3 separate regions of the Sus scrofa genome follow, and regions 2 and 3 are each linked to region 1. Evidence: chromatin contacts called from public HiChIP or PLAC-seq data. All regions are on one chromosome and are shown on one strand. The core of a region is the stretch at or near the end of the contact, and the rest is flanking DNA. Distances in the headings are between cores, read along the strand shown. Region 1 overlaps ITPR1 (inositol 1,4,5-trisphosphate receptor type 1). Region 2 overlaps LOC106505661 (a long non-coding RNA gene). Region 3 overlaps LOC106505661 (a long non-coding RNA gene).

Evidence for each region. HiChIP or PLAC-seq counts read pairs in DNA pulled down with a chosen protein or histone mark.
Region 2: a contact with region 1 is called in an H3K27ac HiChIP or PLAC-seq map of alveolar macrophages. The contact joins two enhancer-like sites. A contact is called at or near these places in 2 of 2 datasets of contacts at active chromatin or transcription factors (alveolar macrophages and skeletal muscle).
Region 3: an H3K27ac HiChIP or PLAC-seq map of alveolar macrophages shows a contact between it and region 1. The contact joins two enhancer-like sites. A contact is called at or near these places in 2 of 47 Hi-C or Micro-C datasets (liver and skeletal muscle) and 2 of 2 datasets of contacts at active chromatin or transcription factors (alveolar macrophages and skeletal muscle).

What each region holds. Positions count from the first base shown.
Region 1 is chr13:61,301,067-61,305,865 of Sscrofa11.1, reverse strand. The region is part of intron 41 of ITPR1 (inositol 1,4,5-trisphosphate receptor type 1); the gene reads right to left. Among named protein-coding and RNA genes, the nearest start is that of BHLHE40, 220 kb to the left of the region's middle. Within about 2 kb of position 2,430, at least 44 of the 83 cell types and tissues checked have an H3K27ac peak or open chromatin away from gene starts, as enhancers often do. A contact at or near this core is called in alveolar macrophages, liver and skeletal muscle, where this site is marked.
Region 2 is chr13:61,458,431-61,463,229 of Sscrofa11.1, reverse strand. LOC106505661 (a long non-coding RNA gene) reads left to right here. Exons shown (of 12, transcript XR_002337646.1): 5 at 1,008-1,205. Among named protein-coding and RNA genes, the nearest start is that of BHLHE40, 67 kb to the left of the region's middle. Within about 2 kb of position 2,894, at least 20 of the 83 cell types and tissues checked have an H3K27ac peak or open chromatin away from gene starts, as enhancers often do. A contact at or near this core is called in alveolar macrophages, where this site is marked.
Region 3 is chr13:61,436,468-61,441,266 of Sscrofa11.1, reverse strand. LOC106505661 (a long non-coding RNA gene) reads left to right here. Exons shown (of 12, transcript XR_002337646.1): 7 at 1-3,534. Among named protein-coding and RNA genes, the nearest start is that of BHLHE40, 89 kb to the left of the region's middle. Within about 2 kb of position 1,841, at least 70 of the 83 cell types and tissues checked have an H3K27ac peak or open chromatin away from gene starts, as enhancers often do. A contact at or near this core is called in alveolar macrophages, liver and skeletal muscle, where this site is marked.

The sequences.
Region 1 (4,799 bases), core at 1,181-3,680:
GCCTCAAGCCTAGCATTGCTCTAACAGGGGGTGAAGAACACCGAACAAAGGGGTTAAGACATGGTTCTCTTCCTTAAACAACTTTCTATCTAAACAGCAAAGATTCCACGCCCACGGGGGCTGGCAGAAGTTTTCTGTAAATGGCCCCAAGGTAAATATTCTAAGGATTTGCTGGCCATTCCATCTCTGGTACAACCCCTCAACTCTGCCCTTGCAGCATGAGAGCAGCTGGAGACAGACTAAAGGAGTAAGGATAGCTGTTCTAATAAAACTTTATTTACAAAAGCAGGCGGCAGCTGGATTCGACCTTCCAGCCAAGGTTTGCCAACCCTGGACTAACCTGTCATAGGAGAGGAGAATCTGGTGTCAGCATGCAAGTTTGGAAGAGCACTCTATCCTCAGAAGGACTAGAGAAAGTTAGGAAGAGGAAGAAAGGACAATTCAGATGTGCTGTGGATTGGATAGGATACAATGAAGTGATGGCTCAACTGACAACTATTTTCAAGTCTTCTCTGACATATTTTTGGTGGTCCTTTGTCAAATTTTGGAGATTGTGGAAAACTTGAGGTTTCCTCTGAGGATAGTTTCTCTTAGAAACTAATTCCTACAATTCCCACTGCAGCGCAATGGATTAGGTTGCTTAGGTTGCTGCAGAGGTGTGGGTTCAATCCCCAGCCCAGCAGAGTGAGTTAAAGAATCCAGTGTTGGTCATAAGTGCAGCTGAGATTCAATCCCTGGACTGGGAACTTCCACAGGCTGTGGGTATGGTCAGAAAAAAACAAACAAACAAACAAACAAAAAAAACCTTAATTCTTGCTTATGGGTCTTATAGAAAGGAAGGAGAAACACTTTGTTTCCAAAGATTCCCCCCAGCTCCTCAACAACTGCCATCCTCTGAGAGAAGGCCAGAAGCAGGGATATATGCAATCATTCATTTCTGCCTACACTGGTGGTTCAGCTACTCGGGAAAGGAGAAAACGTAGCCTGGGTTTCCAGTTCCTCTACAGGCACAAGCCAGGATAACTAACCTTCCCCTCAGACTACCTCAAAAGGACTGAGCTTCTCGAACCCAAGTGACAAGGAACATGCTGACTATCTTTGCAAGAATGTCTTGCCCTGAACTTCAGAACCTGGTGCCAGTGGGTCCAGGCATCTTCTCTTGTTACTTGGAGAGTTGTGGGCAATCATGCAAGTCTTACACTCCCAACCATGGGAGCTTCTTTGGGATTTTGGGTTTTCACTTCCAAACCTGGATCTAGATCAAAGACTCCTGTTCAATGACATGCCAGTTTCCTGGGAATGGAGAAGAAAGATGTATGTCCGCAGATGACTGGGACCAAAAAGTGACATAATAATGATAATAATAACACAGAGAAGGAAAGGAAAGGTCCTGGGTCAGGGAGCAGTTAACTGCATTGCCCGTTGCTTTCGGCTTCACCTGTAACATCTGTTAGTGTAAATACCTGATAACTGAGGCGATGAAGACTTCCCTGCCTCCTGGGCCTCTAAAATCACTTCAAACATAGAAACAGTCAGAGAGATGGAGGTGAATTGTGTGTGAAAACAACATAAATAGCACAGCCCCCAGGCTCACTGGATCATCAACCATGACACAGAAGCAAAATTTAAGAAGTTGGATTTTTGACAGAAAAATTTAATAAAATGAACCTCATTTTAAAATAATCAAGGCAGCATTAATACAAATAATCACTGCCTCATTTTGAGAGCCTTCTAGGACCCTGGCTTTGAGTGAGGCACTTTCTGTGAATCACCTTCTTCTGGGCAGGAGCTGGGCTGAGCGGTCAAGGGCACTGCCCCGAGCCCTGAGGGACTGAGGAGACAGGAGTGGAACAGGCCTTCCTGCTCCACCACACCAGCCCCAGGGCAGCAGCTCCTTCCTGCAGCTCTACCTGACATTACTCTCTTTAATCCTCTCAACATGAGCAAAAGGGAGGGACTCAGTTTTTCCAATTCTCTTTTCACAAGTGAGAAAACTGAGTTTCAGCGTGTCCTGAGAAAGTCCAAGGTCACCCTGCCGGTTGGAACTCCAGCCCAGGTGTTTCCGCTTTGGAAGCCAAGTTCCTTCTCCTGCACGCCTGCCCTACTGGGTAGTGTCCCCCCAAGTCCCTGACCCCATGCCACCCACTCACCATGGAGGGCCCACTGGCAGCACCTACAAGCCCTCCCTGAACCAGGCCAGGGTGCTTTGCTGTCCAGACCCTTGTGGTTTCCGCTGAAGGGCAGAGTGCCTGGGGGAGCCTGCTGGGGCCCCACCACCTGCCTCCCTCTTACTGTCATGGTAACACCCCCCACGCCAGGGAGAAAGCAGGCTCCTGACTCTGATGCTGGCCACACTCTTCTCCCACATGGATAAAACCCGAGGTCAGAAAACACCGCTCAGAAGTGACTCATTTCTGACTTCTCTGCCAAACACAACACCCTTTTACGTAACTCGCTTGCACACCACTCTCCTCCTCCTGGGGTGGCTGCCCTGTCAAACCAAGGCTGATCTTCCTCACCAGCTGGCCCCCCATTTCCAGCAAAGGCAAAGCAAACTGCTTCTCACCCTCCCACCCCCGCTCCCCGGGGTCAGAGGGGGGTCTCCAGCGTGCTCTCTCCTCAGTGCCTTCTGTGGTGACTTCTTCTGGAAGGGGTGGGAGATTTCCTATCTAACACTGGCTCCTGGCCTGCTGTCTCAAGCCAACCTCAAAAAAAAAAAAAAAAAAAAAAAAAAAAATGTGGTGAGGGAAAGGCCCTTGGACGAGGGATTTCTCTCTCATCTCATCTCTCAGCTGAATCCGCAGCCAGCTTCCTGACAGAGCACTTCTCACAGTTTCCAACTCATACTGTGTACGTGCAGAGAAGAAAATCCTTTTTGGGTGTGTCTGGAGGCTAGACTTGGCATAGGAAGAGCCTTGGGCAGCCATTTGATACATGCAATTTGCTGTGCTTCTGCAACCGGAAACAATTAATCCCCCCCACCACCAAATCTTTTTGGATCTGTCCCCTTTATTTGCTGAACGGTTCTCTGTGGTCAGATCAGCACATATATCCTCAACCATCTGTATGTGCTTAAAACACCCCAAACACTAGGTGTGTTGAAAGATCCATTCTACTCCTTCTCTGCCCCAGGTGAGACCAGCCTCTGTGTTCCTGTAGGAAAGAGGAAGTGGGGGAACATTCCCCCGGGTGCTGGTGGGAACATCTCAGGAGGAAGGAAACACACAAAAATTGGCAAGGACTCGGAGGACGGATATGCAAGTGCCATGAGACTTGCTGAGCCCCTGCATGTGCCAAAAATTAATTCACAAGCAAATGCTTATTTTATAGTTTCCCACTTTGCTACAAAACATCAAGCAGAAAGGAAAGATTTCTTCTGGGGGCTGGTAGGAAGTGGGTGGCACTGGAGAGGGCAGAAAGAAAGCAGGAGTTACTCTTAAAGGGAAGCTTGATCCCATGGCTCCACGATGTCACCTGTTCCAGGGGACCCCCCGGGGGGCAGTCCCACCTCCTTGTTCCTGTAAGCAGGGGATAACACCATGAAGTCTGAGCCACTCTGACGGCACCCAGGGAGGAGAAGTTTGGGAGGTGATATCCATCCTCAGATGTTATCACCATCACAGAAGCCAGGGCAGGGACAGAAGAGACTGGAAGACTTGGAGTCCACTGTGTCAGGCCAGGAAATATCCTCAGTTTGGCTGCCAGGCATTTCAGGGCTGAAGTGATGATGTGACAGATTGCAAGGCTTCAGGAGAAGGAAGTAATTCTCCCTGTGAGAGTTCCTAGTAAGCACGGTAGGCCCTTAGTTTTGGATTCCCATCAGCTGAATTCTCTTAGAACTTCCGAAGAGCTATGGTCCCCAGTGAACTTATCCTCAGTATAAGGGTGAATTTTCACATATCCTCAAAAGGGGAAGGACATGAGTTGACACTTCTGCAAAGATGGGACTGAACTTTCAGGGGGAACAGAGCTCCCCAACAGCAGGGACGATGGTGTCTTCCTTTTTTGCAGCTATAGCACCCAACTCAGGGGCTTGACTGACCTATGGTAGGTGTTCATCAATTATAACTGGGATATGTGGGGGGGGGATGTTCTCTGCAGGGGACCCCCACAACTCCCTCTCCCCTTGGTGAACACATCCAGTTCACACCAAGAGGTGCAAGTCTTCTCCCCTCCCTCTGAGGCTGGGCTCATCGTCTCTCTGGCACTTTGACTGGTACAATATGGCGGACGCGTTATACAAGGAGTCCAAGCCCAGGCGTTAAAATGACTGGTAGCTCCTACATCTCACTTCCCCAAACACAATTTCTTAGAAGCCAGCCGTCATACTCTAAGAAGCCTAAACCACACAGAGAGGCCACATGGAGGAGAACCAAGGTGACAGCCCCCGCTCAGCAACCAGCTGAGAGCCAGCACCTGTGCCACAGTCATACAAGGGGCCATCTTGGCCATTTCTGCCCAGTCAAGTCCCTGGTGACCACAGCCCCAGCCAGGACCACCCAGAGGAAGGAGACCCACCCAGCTGAGCCCACACCCACAGAAACACAACAAGTGTCAGAACAGCCATTGCTTTAAGCCCCTATGTTTTGTGACATTTAGTTAATCAACAGTAAGACAACTAAAACAGGTGGTGGGGGAGGAGGGGACAGGAAGCACGTGACACTTAGCTCAGGCTCTGTCTGGTTCTGTATCTCTGAGGAAGTCACAACCCTCCTTGACCCCCCATTTCCCTCATCTCCATAATGGGGTGACACACACTCAGCACCCCTCACAGACCAACCAGGAGACTCAGACAAGAC
Region 2 (4,799 bases), core at 1,645-4,144, 160 kb before region 1:
TGGCCCTTTAATGACACAGAAAGATGCAGGCATGGATCTTGCAAGTTTATACTTCCACAAATGTAAGCACTGGGTTTCACCCATCTTTTAACTGTTTGGTCTTTTAAAATAAAATAAATACAGATACTAGCATATAGAATTTCTCTTTGAAGTACAAAAAGTTAAGAGTATAAAAGTGGGAGTTCCCGTCGTGGCGCAGTGGTTAACGAATCCGACTAGGAACCATGAGGTTGCGGGTTCGATCCCTGCCCTTGCTCAGTGGGTTAACGATCCGGCGTTGCCGTGAGCTGTGGTGTAGATTGCAGACGCGGCTCGGATCCCGCGTTGCTATGGCTCTGGCGTAGGCCGGTGGCTACAGCTCCGATTCGACCCCTAGCCTGGGAACCTCCATATGCCGTGGGAGCGGCCCAAGAAATAGCAACAACAACAACAACAAAAGACAAAAAAAAAAAAAAAAAAGAGTATAAAAGTGTCTTTGGGTTATATGGCACCCTTGATCTTTCACCATATTAGAAAAGTGGAAGAAAGCATTCTCATTACAAACACTGTCTTTTTTTTTTTTTTTTTCCTTGTCTTTTCTATGGCCACACCCGCAGCACATCCCAGTCTAGGGGTCCAATTGGAGCTGTAGCTGCCAGCCTATGCCAGAGCCATAGCAACACAGGATCCAAGCCGCATCTGTGACCTATACCACAGCTCACGGCACCACCGGATCCCCACCCCACTGAGTGAGACCAGGGATCAAACCTACAACCTCATGGTTCCTAGTCAGATTCGTTAACCACTGAGCCACGACGGGAACTCCAAAACACTGCCATTTTTACAGATACAAAAGTCATTAGCTGTGCTAAAATTTCCATAAATACAAAATAAGTAATTTTCAACAGATGTCAATCAGTGACAATCCAAACAAATAATGCTTCCTAAGCCAGGGGTCAGGCAGACCATGGCCACGGGGGCAAATCCAGCCCCTAGCTGACCTAAAAGTGGTTTTTATATTTTTACAGGGTTGTAACAAAGGAAACAGAGAAGAATTGATAGCGACTGTTCGGTGACGGTGACGGGCGAAGCCTAAAATACTGACTAGCCAGTCTTTAACAGAAAAAATGTGTCCACCCATGTAGTAAGCAGTTCCCTAGGCTGTGGGTCTGACTGGGTCTTACATCTCAGACCACTGGAAGGATGAGTAAAACCTTCCTTGCCAGGTAAGTAGTTTATAATCTACACAAAAGGGCCATAAGGCCAGTAAGAAGTTGTAAAGAAGATAGCGTCAGATAAGTGCTTCAAAGGAAGAGACACACAGGGTTGGTGGGGAAATTGGGAGTGGCTTCTTCTGGGAGGTGATTAAGATGAACCTTGAAGATAAGAGATTTTGAAGGAGAGAGGTAGGTGGGGTGAAGGGGAGGGTCAGAGAGAATAAGATGCAGGGGAGTCACTTTCAGAAGCACCCAGGTGGCTGGAGAGAGACCTGCCAGACTGGAAACCAAGGCCTGGTGAGGAGTTTGTTCTCCTTGAGGCCAAAAGGACAATCCATGCTTTGCCTTTGGTGTTTGATGTCACTACTTGTTTTCTCCTGTTGTGACAGGGAAGTGTGGGATTATAATCAGTGATGAGGGAAATAGTCCCTTTTAGGTGGAGCCTCTAGTAAATGAATGGCTTTTGGCTGTAAGTCAATGAATAACATTAATGTATGCAGTTACCACGGCTCCATTAGTAAATAAAGCGCTGCAGAGTTTCAGTCTAGTCATCGGAATTCTTGAAAGTCCTATTTTTAAGGCAGTTCAAACAGAGGCAAGGCCTCGGAGTCTAGCGAGGCCTCCAGGAACTCGGAGTCCTGCCTTGAGGCACCCCTGCCCCAATGCTGACCTTCAGCAAAGCCCTTGGCTGCCATCTCGGCTTCCTGGCAATAAAATGGGGATAACAGACCTTTGCCACCTCACAGGAGTGTGACACGGAGCAATAAAGTTCTGCCAGAAGCTTTCAAGATAAGTGCTTCTGGAACCTGAGTTGGGAAAAGTGCTCTTTCAAGAGTTTGGGGCAGGGAAACGGGGGGAAGAAGATTTAAAAAATGAAAATAGGACACTGTTTCCAGCTTCTAAGAGTTGAGAGCTTTGCAAAGCAAAACCAATTACTGCTGGATGATACAGAGCCTACAGCTTTCTAAGTGTGCCCATAAGCTACCAGTAGAGTTCCATGATGGTATTCTCTAAATTAAAATTAGGGCAGAAATTTTGGTTTGGGTTTTGGTTTCAGGTGGGAGGGAATCCTGGAAATCAGACAGCACAGCCCTGTTCAAGACAGCTGTATAATGTCTCAGTGTCTGTACCTCCAAAGCCTGGGATATTCTGTCCAATTCTTCCGTATATTGTTAGCTTATGAAGGTATATCCCTTTCTCCACTTTCTTTTCTCTTTAGACTGTCATAGTCCTAGCAAGAGATTGTAGTTGGGTCTAGGGTCAGAGGTGCTGCCTTAGAGCTCGCTCTGTCACTGGCCCTTGGAGGCTGAGGGAGACAAGATCAAGTCGAAAATACCAAAGTTTCTAAAGAAAGCTGAAGGACCCACCCTGAGGTAGGCCCACACCAAACCTGGAGCAGACCCCTAGGGGGTAGAAAACATGATCTGCTCTGCTCTGGAAAGTTCATGGTGCAATATTTCTAGGGTCCTGCAGAGAATGCTTACCTTTTTTTAAATCCTCTCCCCCTTTTCCTCCTCCTCTTCCCCTTCCTTTCACCTCCCTCCTTCCTCTCTCCCCCACATCTGGCTTCCTTTCTTCCTTAAAGAAATCTTTATCTTAGACTTGGCCAAACAAGAGACACAGGCCAAAATAGATCAGTGAGGAATGTGCTATCTTGTTGGGAGGACAGCAGCTCAAAACCACAAAAGCCCTGAGTTTGACCCTAGCACTCTGTGGCTACTGGTGACTCATCTTGATAATTATCAGATTGAATCTTCTCTACTGGTTTGGTAACACGTGATGAGTGGAAAAAGAACTTTAGTCAAATGTATATGCCTCTCCTTATTGTCCATATAGACTTTTCTTGGTTCTCTTCATTTTCCTGGTATGTATAAGACAGTTTGCTCTCCATGAAATCCTTGGGAGCTGCTAAAAAGAAACAAATAGATGAACTGTTTTCAAACCCTTGGATAATTTTTGCCTTAGTGATTAAGGGAACAAGGCAGAAGTACCAGTTGAAGGTGGATGGAATGGGAGGAACGTCCCCTTCAATAAAATCTTGATTTTCTATGGCTTTTTTTTTTTTTTTTTTAAATAACAGGGCTGCTAAGTAGGAAAATCACTGGAACTTGACTGCAGCAATTTTGCCTTTTTTTTTTTTTTCTTTTCTTCTTCTTCTTTTTTTTTTTTTTTTTTTTTTTTTTTTGAGCTCTCTGTCTACTGCGGCTCCCTGCCACCCCATCCATCTATAACTTTTCATCACTTTTTCCTAAAGTAAGGAATACGTCCCAGAAAATGCACTTCTGTGACTTAGCAACTTGCCAGAGTGATCTGATCCTTCCCAGTGTTCCAAAGGAAGCAATGATTTGAATTCAGCTGCTCGAACAATTAGTCTCCAGGCAGGCAGCTTGAAAATTCTTTAAAGTAATGCTATGGGTGTCTGGTTGCATGTAGTCTTTTGAGCCTGACACTCTGCTAAATTAATCTTAATGTTAAAGTAAAATGGGAACAAGACCAATTTCTGTTCAGCGAAACTCTGTACTTTCTGACATTGAATTGTACTGCAGATTCATAGTAAAAAAAATTTATGAATAACTCACACTTCCACTCCATCAGTGTGTATGTCATACATACACATATGTATATGACTTATATACACACATAACATATACATATATAACTTACATATGTAACATATATAGCATGTACATATATACATATATATATACACACACACAAAAAATACATTATTCACAACAGCACTCTTTGTAATAGTCAAAAATTGGAAACAACTCAAATGTCCACTGACTGTAGAATGGATAAATAAATCGTGACACACAATGGAACAATACATAGCAATGAGAATGCATGAACTTCTGCTACAAAAACAGAGGAATTTCATAATCAAAACACAGAGCAAAAGAAGTCAGACACAATATAAACATACTATAAATCCATTTATATGAAGTTTATAAGCAGTCAAAATTAAGCTATGGAGATGTCTTCTGACAGAAATCTGAAAGGTGAGTGTCTTTGGGGAGGGATACGAAGTGACTAAAGGTGGGACAAGGGAGTTCTTGTGGTTTGGTGAGGGTTACACAAGTTATCTTTGCTTTGTAAAAGCTCATTGAGCTGTACAATAATGATTTGTAAACTTTCATGTAGTATGCTATTCCTCAGTCAAAATTGACTTGAAAACCTGCATAGTCATTATTATCAGTTTTGGTTTAGTGTTATTTCACTTTTCATCAGAACGAAAGAGACCAAAATTGTGTGAATGCTTTTAGGCTGCAAATATGAGGAGATAATTCAAAATGGTTTCAACAGGGGTTGGCAAACTTTTCCTCTAAAGGGAAATACAGTAACGATTGTAGGTTTTGGGGGGCCGTGTGGCTTCTTGTTGAGACTACTCAACTCTGCTGCAGAGCAAAAGTATCCACAGACAACACGTGAACAAAAGAGCCTGGCTGTGAGCTAAAAACTCATATAAATGTGGGGCTGTCTCAGAATTCTGCCTACTGCCAGCTCTAACCTAAAAAAATAAATCGGATAATATCACAATAGAAAAATCAGCCGTTGGGAAGAAATGAGCACTCTGGCATTCTCCTTGCTTGGAGGGTTCAT
Region 3 (4,799 bases), core at 592-3,091, 140 kb before region 1:
TCCCCTAGAACTAGATCTTTGATCAGTAATTGGGAGGTTGGGTATAAGGATAAGCTCTGTGGTAGGTTGAGCACAGGGTCTCTACCATAAAGAGCTCATTATTCAGGAAGTTATCAGGTGCCTTCCCATTTGCTGTCCTAAGGTAGACATAGCAGTTGAGCCGTTACTGGCTCTATCTGCCTCAGAAATTTCCACAACAGCATCCAGATACAGGCAGAATCTTGTGCACCTTACCCAGTTCAATTACTCCTTTATCAAAGTCCTTAATTTTCCATGTGGGATGTGGTAGAACAGTAAAACTGAGATCTTTCTGGCACTAAGCTCTTACCCCGTCCCTACGTCTTTTGTACTTTATTGCCAGAACTCTCAGGAGTTCTGGCAATAAAGTACAATGAAGAAATGGTATTTCTTCATTGTACAATAAATACAAATGAAGAAATGGTATTTATTTATTTATTTATTTTTTTGGTCACCATAAGTGATATACAAATCCTTATGCTCAAGAACGTAGCTTATCATTACAACTAGAACATAGATTACCATCTGCTAGATCTGCTACCCAATTAATTTTTTGGTGTTTATCCCTTCTCTCAGCTCTTGCTGTTATCTCCATAAACTAGGATCTTCTTATCCTTGTTTCCTTAATAATTCACACTGTCTCCCCTCACAGCCTATTTCCAGGGCTTCCATCTCCTCAAAAATTCAGTTTAGGCCCCACAAAGCCAAATGAAGGAAAGAAATTCTTTCAAATGTTATGAAGAAAGATGTGATTAAAAATCAATCCGTGAACAGTTACCAAGTTCTAAAAATCTTTGGGGAAGAGGGTGGCAAAGAGGAACCAGAAATTTAAGATCTCCAGTCAGTAATGCTTTTCATTATATATTCAATTCCCATTGTTCCTTAATCTTTCCCCCATTCTATATGGACAAGAAAATGAAATTTGGGGTAGAGTAGCAGATCTGGATAGTATTTGCATCCAGATACCAACCTAAAAAACTGTCCATGGGAACTCATAATCAAGCGCAGCTATCTGCTGCCAAATATGACAAATGGGGACATATATTCACTTAAGTCCTGTATCAGTAACATTCCATCTTACCAGAGGCTATGACACTTTCTTCCTAGTGTTAGAAACAACGAAAAGCTTCTAGTCCTCAAGGGAAATGTGGCTTGAGGGATCCTTGGTGTATGACACACAAAACTGACATAACACACATACTTCGTATTTCAAATATAACTTCGCGGTGTACAAATAATACCTATAATTGGGTTAAATTAATGGCAGTAGTCTAAGCATCGGTGAAGTTCTAGGCCTGCCCTGGACTAGCCTCTAGAGCAGGTTACTGCCGGTGGGTGCCCTCAGGTGAGACTTCATCTCTGGGCTTACTACTCCTACTGGGAGATGAAACTTGGCTCAGAGCGCCCTGGAGACGATCATTACTGCAGCGTGTGCCACTCTTCAGGAACCCCTGATGTTCTTACATGAAGGACTTAGTTGGGGTTCGAGTGATTTAGACATAAAATGGGAAAATCCGGAGCAGTTCTGACTTCCCTTTGACGACGCCAAAAGGGCATTGAGTGCAGCCCACGACACCCACTTTTTTCTTTTTCAGAGGAAACGCCTCCTCTCCCATCCAGACCTGCCCCGCCTCCCCGCCTTCCAAAATAACTCGCGGCCTCAGCAGCTCAACCGCGTTCTGACCCCATCCAAACCCCTACCGCGCGCACGCGCACAGAGAGAGCGGCAAAGCCCGCGGCGGGGCGGGAGGTGCAGGCGCGAGCCTAGGCTCCAGCTCTCCCTCGACGGGGCGGGGCCCCGAGGGGCGGGGCGAGAGCGAGGTCCCGCCTTGCCATTGGCGTTGGCCTGGCCAGGTGGAGGGCCAGGTGGAGGCCCGCGTGAGCAGCTGGCCCACGGGCCCACGGTCCCAAGGGCCCCTGCGCGCAGGCGCAGAGCGGGGCTGGGAGCGAAGGCGGGGGAGGGAGTGCCTGGGAATAGGCAACGTACTCCTGGCGCGGTGCCTTGCAGCTGATGGCGGGTGGGGCCGTAGAGTAGGGCTGGCCGCCGCTTTCTCCTGTGGACCGAGGCTGCTGACGGGAAAACGATCCGGGAGGGAAGCGTCCGCGCCCAGGCCCCTTTCCCTGAAAGTCTGCGGCATCTTAGAGCCGAGTAAACCAGACAGAACGTTGAAGTTCGCAGACCTCAGCCTTCGAGGCCTCTCTGCCCGCTGCCGGCTTTGAGTCCTCTGGCGTCACTTAGCCTGGCCTCGGTTTCCCCACTCTTGTAGAGGGCTTGTGGCCTGAGAGTGGCCGCGAAGAAGAGTTCACGTCACAACCACTACGTGCCTAGTGAGTTTTTTGAGCATCCAAGTCACGCCCTTGCCCTCAGGGAGCCGGGTGCCTAGTGGCGGCTCTGAGCAAGATGGAAGTTCCGCGGTGGTGTAGCGCCAGGGCCCGGAGTGCGCCCCTCCTGGTGGCTTGGCCGCACTGCCTGCGTGGGCTCCAGCCTCGGCTTCCTCATCAGCGCACAGAATGTGCTTCACAGGTAACGAGGGAGTGTGGAGTGCCAAGCGTCGTCCCTGGCACGTGGTGGGCTCACAACACGAGTTCCAGGCTTCAGTCAGTGCCAAGGGTATCTTTCAGAGCAGCCAGGAGGTCCAGAGGTGCAAACACAGACCATGCGACTCAGGGGGCATAGCTGGAGAACAGAATCCAGTTCCTCTCCGACCGGCTAGGGAAAAGGGATATGATGATTAATTGATTAAGCACACTCCCTTTGATCCTTGTCTTGCCTTAGAAAAGGCTTCCTCAGGCTTCCTTTCCCCGTCTTTTTAGTTGGTAGTGTTTTAGAAAGGCTAGGAAACATTGATTTTTCTGAATTCACTCTTACATTAAGTCCTGTTCTGATGATGAAGAAGGAAACTTGATTGATCTGCATTTGGGGCAGTTATTAGTGTACTGGATTAATTTGGAATAAACTTGTCAGTACTCAACAGGAGAGCTGGCAAAAAAGCAGATGTTCAACTGTTAGTGTGGCTCTCTGTTGAAGGCTTGAAAAATATTCGTGTTCTGTACTGTGTTAGCTTCCTGGTCTCAATAATACCCACCCCTACCTCCATTGTCACTAGGGTGGTCCTTATAAACTATTGTTAATTCTTTTTTTGAGACATTTTTGACCTTAATGTCACCTTTTCCTACCAGTAACCACTTTAAGATCCTGTTGCTGCAAGAGTTCAGGGAAAATCCATTTGTAATATTTAGAGGATGACCACACCCTGACTTCTGCAGAGTGTTGAGTAAATCAAACTAGTTTGTTGTTTTTTTTTTTTTTTTTTTTTTTTTTTTCTGGAAAAAACCTGCAGCTGAAACTGAGATTAGGAATAAAGAAAACCAGCTGGATCTTGTCCCTTAATGCCAGTGATAGTTTCTGTTTGTGGTCTGTTTGTCATTCAGCACGCTTTGGGAGAATGTGACTAGCTTTTTGTAAGCCTACCGTGGTATGCTCTACGTGATCCCTTGCATCCAAGATATGCACAGGTAACTGATTGATCCTGACCTCCTTAAGTGACTGACAGGTGGGCTGTCAGTGGGCTGCCCACAGGTAGATCCTTATTGGAAAAACTGGCCATTTGGTTGATATTATCTGTGAATAATAATTTTAGAATTTATTACTGAAAGCACATGAGGTATTCCAGGGCTTGACTTTTTCATTTATTTTCATCTTTTCATTTCTGTATTTTATACAGTTGTTATAGAATTTGTGTGCTAATGTTACAGTTTCTTGAATTTGGCTTAAAAGAGCTAGCTGTCCTTGGTCTCACTATTTCAGTTCAAAATAAATTATTTAACAGAGTATAATATGTTGAATAACTGCAACAATCATAATAAACATTGATAATGTACCATTTTCATTTAATATTTATGTTTATCATTTATATCCATTATTTTATTTCACCATTTTGAACACTGGGGAATAAAATAGTGTGTTTCCACCTCAGGAAATTTTTAACTTGGTTTTCTCTATTTTTTTTTTTTAAGAGAAAAGAATCTTCCTGAAAAGTGATGCCTTTTGTTGTGATAGAAATCTAGAATGCTTATAATGTTTCATTGAGAAGCAGTAGTCTCCTTTAACATTTTTATTGTTTTTTTCCTTTCTTTCAAATGCAGTGAAAACCTCTGTCAATGTTAGTGTGGCCCTTAGCCAAAGCCAATCATTTATTACTTTATAAAGAAGTGAAAATTTTAATTTAACACATAGCAAGTATTTAAGCTCATATACTTGCTATTGTATGACAAGGATTTTAAAACAAGGGTTTTAGACGTCAAAGGCATAGTAAATTTGTGTTTATCCTGTGCTTTGTTAAAAGTTAATTTAAAAATATAGGAAATTAGTAGTAGTAGTTAGCACTGATGGATAAAAATAAGCCATTAGACTGAGCAACATGGATTAATGATACGTGTGTGTGTATGTATATATGTATATAATGATGTATATGTATATGTATCATTGATTTACAGAATACTTTCGCTTTATCTCCTCTAATCAGTTATCCAGTATCTCTTTGGTATTGGCTTTGCTTAACCCATTGAAGAAACGAAAAAAAAATTTCAGAAAAGGAAAAAAAAATTCAGAGAAGATGAAAGGAAATTGTCCAAGGTCTTCTGAGTCCAAGTCCTGTAATGCTCATGCAGTAACACAAAGACATGGTGGACAATGAATATTTTTGCTTGAGCCCACTGTCAGCAGTCAGTATTGCTGAATTACAATCCCTCCTCTGCCCTTGACTCTTCTGTTCTGATTT